2 separate regions of the Rattus norvegicus genome follow, and region 2 is linked to region 1. The links are chromatin contacts, called in public Hi-C maps. All regions are on one chromosome and are shown on one strand. The core of a region is the stretch at or near the end of the contact, and the rest is flanking DNA. Distances in the headings are between cores, read along the strand shown.

Region 1 (5,916 bases), core at 903-3,402:
ACCGCAAAGAGTGAATACAAAAGCCTGGCAGTATTAATAGCTGTGGCACCTGCTTTTAATCCCAGCATTCTGGAAGCAAAGACAGGCGTATCTCGGATCTCGACAGCAGCTTGGTCTACAAGGTGGGTTCACAGAAAACCCTGTCTCAGAACAACAAAGTAGCAGCAACAAGAACAAGAAAAGCCAATACAAATGGAGAACTCACAACTGAAGGCTTACCTTTATTTTCTCTGTGCTGGGAAGAGCTACATTTAGAAACTCCTTAGTTAATCTCTTCCAACTAGCAGCTTTGCTGAGATCAGAATGGATGGTGAGTTTCTCATAAATTCTGAAATATTAAAAAAATCAGTTGATACCAAAATAATTTAAGAAAACACATCAATGAATACATATAGATATACAGAGAAACGACATACCCTTCTATTGTTTTTTCTACTTTGTGACTGTTGACATCCAAGAAACGATGAAATCTGGTAAAGATAAAATAGTTTTAATGCCAATATTGCATGACAATACTTAACGTCATATAGCTCTCCATATCCCTGCATATGTCTGATACTTCTTCTACAATCTGTCCTTTGGCTCCTTTGTCTTTTCATGGGTCCCATAGTTATGTTCACTATAACATATTTTCTTAGGGTTTTTGCAAAATCTAGTGGCTCCGAACTCACTAGGAGGCTAAGGATAGCCTTCAACTCGCAGCAATCCTCCTGCCTGAGCTACTCAAGTGGGTCTAATTTTTAGCACAAAATACTGATGTGATTACAGGCATACATCATTGTGACTGGATGTTCTTTGTCTTTTTAATGTAAGAGAGAGGCCCAGTGAAATCTTAACATTCGCCCTCTGAGTAATTTTGCTAAAGGTGCAAAATAAAACACAAAGAAAAGCATAGTCAAATACAATTACCACATATTTAGGAAGCTTTGGGAAGGGTCTGGAGAGATGGCTTAGGGGTTAAGACTCCTTGCCTTTGTTCCAGGCCCCCAGGTTCTATTCACAGAACACACAAACTATAACCAGAGTTCCAGGTGATCAGCTGTTTGGGTACCAGGCACACACACGCACATGTATACATAGAGGCAAATCACTCACACGTAAACAACAGTGGGACCAAAGGCTCGTTGATGTAATAACAAACAACATTTGGAAATAAAGCAGCTGTAATACAATGTGAATGTTACATGTTTTCTACTGGTGACAGAGTGATACCTATGCTTTCACTACTGCTGTTATAGTATGCAACATCTTATGTCTCTCCCAACTCTAAAGTGATTATCACCTGCCTCAAGCCTGCCACTAGAAAAATTACTTGTGCTACAATTGCTTTCTGGGTTATTTAGCTTACTTGAATCATTGCTCTTTTTACAGATCATAATTAGAAATCGCACTCGTTGTTTTGGATAGTTGGCATGCTATGAACCTGAGAGGTCTGTATTCTCACGACCTAGGCACACTCATGTCTGCGTTTACAATCAGGATCGTAGAGCTTGACAAACTGTTCACTGTTTAAGGTGATTTTACTAGGCATGCTATGTGTGGCTCAGTAGTAGAACTTGAATTTGTTTTATGCAAAAAGAGGACACAGAAGCAGGGAAATCTGCAAGTGGCCGGAGCAAGAGTAGAGGGGAGTTGGTGATGTGATCAGAATTTCGCGCTAAAAATTCACTTTTCCAGCCATTAAATGACTTCTGACGTGCAAAGTACTGCGTGAGGGAGAGCAGAGTCAACAGCTCTCTAGGATGTGCCGCTGCAACTGCGTGTTTCTCGTAAGGGCACTTAGGGGAAACCAAGGCACAGCAGCAGCCGGCGGTTTCCAGGAGGCCGCACTCCTGACCCGGATCCGCCCGCCAGCCCGCCCGGCGTTAGCCCGCAGCCGCGCTCCCACACCTGAAGTTGGACCAGGCGAAGTCCAGGGCCATTTGGAAGTTGGAATCCGCCTCATCCTGCAGGCCAGTGACCTGCCGGACGAGCTCACGCACATCGTGTTCCAGTTGTCTGTCCATCCGGCTCCCGGACGACTTAGGCCGGGCCATACCCACGACCTACCTATCAGGTCTCCGCTAAGCGGCGACTGTTCTCGCGAGAGTTCTGCTTGTCGCGGCACTGGGCTTTCGAGATTTGGAGACTGTTTCCGGGAGCGTTCAGGCAGCCCCGGTGCTGTGCCTGGAGGCGGTGCTCACGGGCTTGGTGTTTAGTTGTTGGATGCGGTTTGTCTGTGTATGGGAAAGAGATGTGCTCTTTTTGCTTGTACGTTAGGAAATCTGAGTGTTTTCAGAGAGCTAGCTATTATTTATGATTAGTCGTTGTTAATAATGGACTCTGGATAGCCTTGATTAATGGTTTAGATTCGTATGCATTTTGAGGCAATCACTTTTCCCATTCAGGGTATAGTTTACGACATTTTCCAACACCATGACTAATTTGTTAATGCTCCGGGCTTCAGTTTCTTCTCCAGATGACCTAAACTAGGCTCTCAGTACTCCCCAACTTAATACAAGTTTCTGGTTAGACTAGGGACTTAGGTTAAAACCGAGATAGCGTCCATTTATTTATTACAGTGGTTCTCAACCTAATGCTGTGACCCTTTAATATAGTTCTTCATGTTGTGATGACCCATAATCATTAAATTATTTCGTTGCTACTTCATAACTATAATTTTGCTAGTGTCATGAATCGTAAATATCTGATATGCGACTCCTTTGGTGGGGGGCTCACTGCCCACATGTTGAAAACTGCTGGTTTATTTAGGTAAAGTGGAGATGTGAGGGCGAGCTGTCTGTCACCCACTTGATGGTGAGGGATGTTTCTCCCTTGCTGCTCCATGTGCACCTAACTTGGGTTAGGTGAACCTTCCCTATTGAGGAGGACTGCTCATTGGTACAGTACCAGTAGCTGTGCTCGTTGCAAGAACCCTCAAACAAGTTAAGAAAGGGAAAGTGGGCCATACAGCTGGCTTACTCAATAAGGTTGCTTGCTGTTAGGCCTGGCTGCTTGCATCCTATCCTCTGGACTCACATGAAAGAGAGACCCAAGTTCCACAAGGAGTCTAATAATCTCCACATGTGCATAGTTCTACCCCATATGAAATAAAATTTAAAGCGTAATTTTAAAAATATAAAAAAGGGGAAAGCACTCTCGAGGGTAGGAGTGGACTAGTTAGCTGAAGGGTAAAGTCACAGAGTCCCAGCTGATGCCTTTGAACCTTTATAAACATTTACATTTATATAGCACCTGCCACTCCAATTTATATCTGGCTTAATTTTTCTTGCTTGTGCTCTGCTTATTAGATGAATCCCTCATGAGGAAGGGCTTTGAAGCTGTTGAGATCAGGCTATTACTCCATATTGGATAAAACAGTTGTTATCGCCCGAGCTGTGCATTGTCCCAGGAGACTGTTTTACAAGAGGCTTTCTACACCGTTGTACTGCCGAGTAGACCTAGAAAAGGCAGGCACCTGAATAAAGACCATTAACTTGTCCCTGGGACTAGAAAGGGAGCTACGCTGTAAGTTGAATGGGGGAGGATTGGAACTACGAGGGCCCAAGGACTTATCAGATACCACAGATGGAGAAAATGCTGTGTCTCCCTCATGTAGATCCATCCTATAAGTGATAGACACTTATTACTGTGATGTTATGGCTGCACACAGACCTATTATTTGGTGTGTTCTTCAGGGACTGAAGGGATCCTGTTTGGATCTGGAGCTAATCGGCAGTGTCCTGGTCTTGACTTATTTCCTGCTCTGGACCAGGTTTGCTGTTTTCATCCAGCATCCAGATGTTGCAGCTTCGTTCTCAAACCTGACCCCAAGCAGTATTTTCTACCAGAAATCTTTTCTCCATCCACTTCTTAAGCATCTGAACTCATTCATTCTGTAGCCTAGATGCACACACACACACACACACACACACACACACACACACACACACACACACACACAGGGACAGAGACCGAGAGAGAGACACACACAGAGAGAGACAGACAAAGAGAAACATAGAGACAGAAAGATTTGGATATATTTATTGTGTGCTGTGTGATATGAGAGTTGATATTGATAATTAAGGTTGGAATAAAGAACTTGGATTTTAAGGCGAATTGCTATCATTAAAGCCAGCAAACCCTGTGAATTTATTGCTATTCAATAAATTCTGACATTATGGAAAGACACTGCAGGTGTGCTCATGACAAGCTTCCTCTGCCAACTGGCTTGAGCTCTGTCCATCTGTGTGTAAAGCTCAGATGAGGAAACTTCCAGTTTTCCCGAAAATAGGCTTTATTTGTATGTTAATCTGGGTGCTGTAGTCTCCTGTCCCTATTCTATTGTCATATTCTCATCCACAGTTTTGGGACATTAAGAGACCTAGGAGGGATTTGAGAGCAAGGATGGCTAAGATTAAAAACTCAGGTGACAGCAGATGCTGGCAAGGATGTGGACAAAGAGGAACACTCCTCCATTGTTGGTGGGATTGCAAACTAGTACAACCACTCTGGAAATCAGTCTGTCAGTTCCTCAGAAAATTGGCCATTCCACTACACGAGGACCCAGCTATACCTCTCCTGGGCATATACCCAAAAGATGCTCCAACATACAACAAAGACACGTGCTCCACTATGTTCATCGCAGCCTTATTTATAATAGCCAGAAGCTGGAAAGAACCCAGACATCCTTCAGCAGAGGAATGGATACAGAAAATGTGGTACATTTACACAATGGAATATTACTCAGCTATCAAAAACAATGACTTTATGAAATTCGTAGGCAAATGGATGGAACTAGAAAATAACATCCTGAGTGAGGTAACCCAGTCACAAAAACACACATGGTATGCACTCACTGATAAGTCGATATTAGTCAGAAAGTTCGGAATACCCATGATACAACTCACAGACCATATGAAGCTCAAGAAGAAGGAAATCCTAAGTATGGGTGCTTCAGTTCTTCTTAGAAGGGAGAACAAAATACAGGAGGTAGAGGGTGGGAGAAATTTGGGAGGGGAAAAAGGGGGGCAGGATCAGTTATGGGAAGAGACAGGGATGATATACAAAGGGTCAGGAAATTGAACAGAGGTGTGTAGCAATGGGGGATGGGGTACTGGGGGTAGCCACCAGAAAGTTCCTGAAGTCAGGAAAGCAAGAGGCTCCTAGGATCCAATGGGGATGAGATGAACTGAAATGCCCAACAGGGGAGGGAGAACTTTTAGAGACCATATCCAGAGGTTAGGCAAGGCCCCTGGTTGGAAGATGGGACCACCCACTCATGTCCAAATTTTTAACCCAGAATTGCTCCTGTCTAAAGGAAATACAGGAACAAGGTATGGAGCAGAGACTGAAGGAAAGGCCATCCAGAGACTTCCCCGCCTGGGAATTCATCCCATATTTAGACACCAAACCCAGATACTATTGCGAATGCCAAGAAGTGCTTGCTGACAGGAACCTGTTATAGCTGTCTTCTGAGAGGCTCTGCAAGAGCCAGACAAATACAGATGGGGATATTCACAGCCAATCATTGGACTGAGCACGGGGACCCCAATGGAGGAGTCAGGGAAAGGACTGAAGGAGCTAAAGGGGTTTGTGACCCCTTATAAAGAACAATCATATCAACCAACCAGACCCCCCAGAGCTCTCAGGAACTAAACTACCAACCAAAGAATACACATGGAGGGACCCATGGCTCCAGCTGCATATGTAGCAGAGGATGGCCTTATCTGGCATTAATGGGAAGAGAGGCCCTTGGTCCTATGGAGGCTTGATGCCCCAGTGTAGGGGAATGCAGGGTGGTGAAGTGGGAGTGGGTGGGTGGGGGAGCACCTGCATAGAAGCAGGGGGAGGGGAGATAGGATCAGACGTTTGTGGAGGGAAACCAGGAAAGGGAATATCATTGGAAATGTAATAAAATAAAATATACAATTAAAA
Region 2 (5,916 bases), core at 1,157-3,656, 270 kb before region 1:
TAAAGCCTTTGTCTTGGGGTGTGGAGTTGACTGAGCAGGGAAAAGTCATTACCAGCAAAGCCTGACAACCTGACTTTAGGTCCCTCGAGCTCATATAAAAGCCAAACTCAGTAGAGTATGTCTGTGATCTCAACTTTCCCACAGGACGGTAGGAGGTAGAGGCAGGAGAATTTCCCTGCAGAAGCATACAGGCCAGCCAGGCTGGAGTATACAGAGTGGCAAATAAGAGAGGCCCTGCTGCAAACAATGCTGAAGTTCAGGACTGACACTGAGATTGTCCCCCAACCTCTATACACATGCATGGCACATGCATACCCTCGAACAAGAACACACTGACTCACATCATATACACACAAAAACAAATCTTTAATGTTTCTTAAAGTTTAACTGTCAGTATTTCAGATATTAAAAAAAAAATCACTTATTTTTTCACCTCTCCAATCTACTTACAAAAGACAAGAGACAGCTGTCACTAACTGCTGCAGAAAAAGAAATATTTAAACAACAAAAGGATAGGAACTACCAAACCACTTTGTAAGTCCCCTTAGCTCAGTCCCATCTAGCAGCACACCATGAACAGCAGCAAACCTAGCATCTTCAACAGTGATTGCCAACAGTCCTCAACACTTGGTCTCCTATCTACTGGCCCTCAAACCATGTTTAAAGCAAAAGTTAATCACAAGAAGGTAATACCTTTTCGTGTGTAAAACTCCATAATCAATCACTGCCTTACAGTAAGGACTGTTAATAATAAGCTACAAGTAAGATTGTTATAAAAAGTCTATTATTCGGCAAATATTTAACGTGGTCAGCACCCTCTCCTCCAAAGGGAAGAAAGAACAGTCAGACAATAGAAACATTTCAGACCCTTTTTTATGCTGGTACTGTGAAGACCCAAGAGTACTCTTCCAAACGGTTCATAAACAGTAGTAGCTTACGAGGAACCATCTACAAACATTTTACTGTGATTACTCATTTCATCATTTCCTGATACACTTGTAATTACTTTTTTAAAACATTACAGTCACAGGCCAGCCTTGTTTCTCTTGCTTCTGCTGTGCAAACATGAACATTTCTCTTAATTACAGATGTGGTACATATAACGCCAATAGCTCAACTAAACTTTCATCTCCCCAGCAGCACAAACACAGAGTCGCAGAAAATGGTAACTACATATCACTCCACCGCTTCCCTGCATAGTTAACAATCATCTGCAAAGGTAACAGTGCATGCCGCTAATCCCAGCACACAGGAAGCGGAGGCCAGCCAGGCATGGTCAGTTAACAGTGAGACCCTTTCTAAAAATAAGAGGGAAAAAAAAAAAGAAGAAGAAGAAATAAACAACAGTCAACTCTTGATCAAGAGTGTTGGCAAGAGCTGGGATGGAGTTCAGCTGATAAAACACTTGTCTAACTATACCACATAATACCAACAAGGTGGCACAAGCCTGCCATGCTCGCACACCAGAGGTGAAGGCAAAAGGATCTGATTTCAGGTCATCCTCACCTACATGGGAGTTCAAGGCCAGCCTGGGAATATGAAACCCTGTCTTTAAAAAGAGAGAGCGAGAGAGACTCCTGAATAAAAATATTGAAAAATTGCATAACTGGATCTCAAGTTTCTTGCACTTACAAATAACCTCAGTGAAGACACAACCACATAGCATCTCTTCGACAGTCACAATAAATGTTATATTGTAAATTATAAGAAATAACCTTCCTAAGACACGATCTAATTGCTATTCTCCTTAACCAAAAATTTTTATAGAGACAGGAACACACAAAGAAAAAAAAAAAACAAAAACAAAAAAAAAAAAACCAACAAACAAAAAACATGTCAACCCCACCTGGATATCTGTTTTCAACCATTTGGAGTCAAGTCGAGACTGGGCAGCCAAACAGAAAGACTCAGAAGGCATGTTTCCTCTCGGTGGTCAGGCCTGCAAGTCAAATAGAAACGCTGATGTCCTAAAGCTTTTTAAAACTGCTATTTAAACCATTCCTGCTCTTTAACGCAGGAGAGACAGACAACATAAAAAACAGGGAAGGAGAGCTGGGGGAGGGGACAAGAGGATGAGGGATGAGAGGGAAAGCTGGACCCAGAATGGGAGAAGGGAGGGAAATACCACTTCCAATAAAGGTAGAGTCTCTGGGATTTCGGAATACGTTGGCCAGACCTACAGTGGTCACTGGCGACCATGGCCCAATGTCATCCCACTCCCTTAAATCCAAAGGGACACACACATACACACGACAGAAAAACTCACTATCGCAAGGACAAATGACACCAGTGTGCATCAGCCGCTATACCTACAGCAGTCAGGCGGAGTGTGGTAAATAAACAAAAGTCATGTCTGCAGATAAATCTACAATAATCGCCTAATACTAAAAAGGTAGCCGAGACTGCGCGGCCTCCAAAGCGCACAGGCCCTAGTTTCTCCGCGCCAACGCCCGCCTTCCGCCCGCCGCTCTCCGGGTCCCGCTCTCCCGGACCTGGCGCCGCCCGTCTTCGGCCCCTACGCCCTCCTTCGGCCCAGCTCGGCCAGACCTGGCGCCGCCCGCTCCGCCAGCCGGCTGAGGGAACACTCCCTGCAGGAGCCGGCCGGCGCTCGCGATCCAGTCTGTGGCCTGAAGCGCAGACTGACGCATGACGGCGCCCGCCCAATAGCGCGAGGTTGAGAGACGGCTCCAGCCAATGAACGAGCAGCGCCGCACGTCCATCCCAACTTCCGCTTCCTTCAACGCGACTCATCTTCCTTCTTGAGGCTCACCCGCTCCGCCAGAGCCTACAGCAGACCCGGGGAGGCGGGACTTGTGCGCACGCACGCTTGCTTGCCTATTCTCAACCATTCTTAGACTCTGTTGCTTCCAGAGACCCGAAGTTGCTAAGGTATTTCCAGTGCGACGAGGCTCCCTGTGCTTTAACGACAGCGTCCTTTTTGGCCTTTGAGTTAGTGGGGAATAAGACGAAATTTAAGACAAAGCAATTGAGCCGGCCCTGATGATGCATGTCTTTAATCCTGGCACTAAGGAGGCAGAAGCAGGTGGATTCTGAGTTAAGAGACGGCCCCCGGGGGGGGGGGGGGGGGTGGGGATTTAGCTCAGTGGTAGAGCACTTGCCTAGCAAGCTCAAGGCCCTGGATTCGGTCCCCAGCTCCGAAAAAAAGAAAGAAAAAAAAAAAAAAAGAGACTGTCTCGGGGTAAAAAATGTAAGAAAGAAAAATTAAAATCACACACACAGAATATGTTCTCTGATCATCATGGAATTAAACTATAAATAAAACATAACACAGTCTCCAAGCACTTTAGAAATTAAACTTTTCCATAGAGGTCAAGGGACTTAGAACATTTTTAATAGGAACTGCAGGTGTTAACGTTGTCTTAAATATGATAGTTCATTTTTCCCACTTGTAAAAAGGCAGCAATGAAGGATATTCCACAATGGTATGCTGGCTCAATCGCAACGTTAAAATGCCCGTCTTTTGTCATCCTTGGTATGTATCTTCAAATTCACTCCAAAGGTCAAGGGATTTGCCATAGCTCTAGACATCATATCTCTGTTTCAAGCAGCAGGAAGCAGTATAAAAGGTCTATAATCTTTTATCACACTTCTGAAAGACTCTGTGACTCTAATTTAGTTCTGCTTCGCCTCAAAAGTATCTGAACAAGGTTTCAAATTCAACCACATCCAAAGTACAGGTAAGTTGGACAGGGCTTTGAATGTGATACAAGACAGCTTCATTACCAGTGGAAGGTAACACCTGAGGAGGCTTCTCTGGTCCTCAGGCTCCCCTCTCATGCAGATCTGTGTCTGCATGCTGTAAAAATGATGTCCTTCTTCTCAGCACCTCATGGTACCTTCTGCAAAACTGAAAACATATAATCGGTCACAAAACAGACCTCAATAGATATATAGAAGATTGAAATAATCCCATGCATCCTGTCAGATCACCACAGACTAAGGTTGGTCTTCAATAACAACGAAAAGGACAGAAAGTTCACAAATACATAGAAGTTTAACAATGCTGTACTCAATGATAACTTGGTCCAGGAAGAAATAAAGAAATTAAAGACTTTTTAGAATTTAATGAAAATGAAGGTACAACATACCCAACTTATGGAACACAATGAAATCAGTGCTAAGAAGAAAACTCATAGCTCTGAGTGCCTTCAAAAAGAAACTGGAGAGAGCATACATTAGCAGCTTGACAGCACACCTAAAAGCTCTAGAACAAAAAGAAGCAAATACACCCAAGAGGAGTGGACGGCAGGAAATAATCAAACTTATGGGTGAAATCAACCAAATAGAAACAAAATGAACTATACAAAAAATATATAATACATACATATATATGTGTGTATATATATCAACAAAACCAGGAGCTGGTTCTTTGAGAAAAACAACAAGATAGATAAACTCTTAATCAGACCAACCAGAGGGCAAAGAGAGAATATCCAAATTAACAAAATCAGAAGTGAAAAAGGAGACATAACAACAGAAACAGGAAATTCAAAAAACCATCAGATCTTCTACAAAAGCCTATGCTCAACAAAACTAAAAAAGTAAATCCGGATAAAATGGACAATTTTCTAGACAGATATCAGGTACCAAAGTTAAGTCAGGATCAGATTAACCATCTAAACAGTGCCATAAACCCTAAAGAAATAGAAGCAGTCATTAAAACCCTTTCAACTCCCTCCCCCTAAGAAAGCCCAGGACCAGATGGTTTTAGTTCATACTCGATCAGACCTTTAAAGAAGATCTAATACCAATACTCTTCAAAGTATTACACAAAATAGAAACAGAAGGAACACTACCCAATTCATTCTATGAAGCCACAATTATGCTTATACCTAAACCACACAAGGACCCTACAAAGAAAGAGAATTTCAGACCAATTTCCCCAATTAATATTGATGCAAAAATACTCTATAAAATTCCCACAAACTGAATCCAAGAACACACCAAAATGATCATTCATCATTATCAAGTAGGCTTCATCCCAGGGATGCAGGGATGGTTCAATATAGGGAAATCCATCAATGTAATCCACTATATAAAAAACTCAAAAAAAAATCACATGATCATATCATTAGATGCTGAAAAAGCATTTGACAAAATTCAACACCGCTTCATGGTAAGTCTTGGAAAGATCGGGAATTCAAGGCCCATACCTAAACATAGTAAAAGCCATATACAGCAAACCAGTAGCCAACATCAAACTAAATGGAGAGAAACTTGAAGCAACCACACTAAAATCGGGGACTAGACAAGGCTGCCCACTACCTACTCAATATGGTTCTGTATGTTGATGTCATTATGCAGGTGAAGGCAGAGAAGATAAAACAAGGCCTGTCATTGGATGAGAAGGAAGGGAGGTGGGAACAGAGGTTTTAGAAGGGAGGAAAAGGAGAGAAGGAGCCAGAGCGAGGAAGAAGAGCTGGGAGAACACGGTGGCAGATGTTAAGATTCTTGTAACTTGTCTGCACATAGTTACAGGTTGTTATGACTAGTTTTAAGGGATGAGTGTGTACTATCTAGATGGGTAAATTATATCTTATCAATTGGATCAGAGGTTATCGTGTGGGGTGTTCTTTCACGTGGTGACTTAATTGAGTTCAAGAGAAGGTGCGGTGGCAGGGCACACCAAGCCTGCCATGGAATTGGGATGTGTATGCCTGGCGTGGTAACAACCCACCAAGGGAACTGGGAATGAAAGCAAAACAGTGTGGAAAGGTGCCATGCTGGAATGGCTTCCAGACTGTCCAGACTGCCCGGGTCAGAGAGAGCCAGGGAGAAAAGCATGGATTGGTATGTGAGAGAACCAAGCCGTTTTTTTTTTTTTTAAATTACAACATAGTTCTTAAAGTCCAAGCCAGAACAATTAGACAATAAAAGGAGGGGTTGGGGATTTAG

What was found. Hi-C and Micro-C count contacts between places; a contact is called where the count stands out from the background.
Region 2: a contact with region 1 is called in a Hi-C map of liver, with 2.9 times the contacts expected there. The contact joins the promoter of Herc2 here to the promoter of Tubgcp5 in region 1. A contact is called at or near these places in 2 of 12 Hi-C or Micro-C datasets (Schwann cells and liver).

The regions. Positions count from the first base shown.
Region 1 is chr1:115,768,530-115,774,445 of GRCr8, reverse strand. Tubgcp5 (tubulin gamma complex component 5) reads right to left here and starts at 2,152. Exons shown (of 23, transcript NM_001107516.1): 1 at 1,891-2,152; 2 at 417-470; 3 at 220-328. The coding sequence starts at 2,036. It also overlaps a transcript of Nipa1 not described here.
Region 2 is chr1:116,037,286-116,043,201 of GRCr8, reverse strand. Herc2 (HECT and RLD domain containing E3 ubiquitin protein ligase 2) reads right to left here and starts at 2,406. Exons shown (of 92, transcript NM_001107520.1): 1 at 2,310-2,406; 2 at 1,847-1,939. The coding sequence starts at 1,868.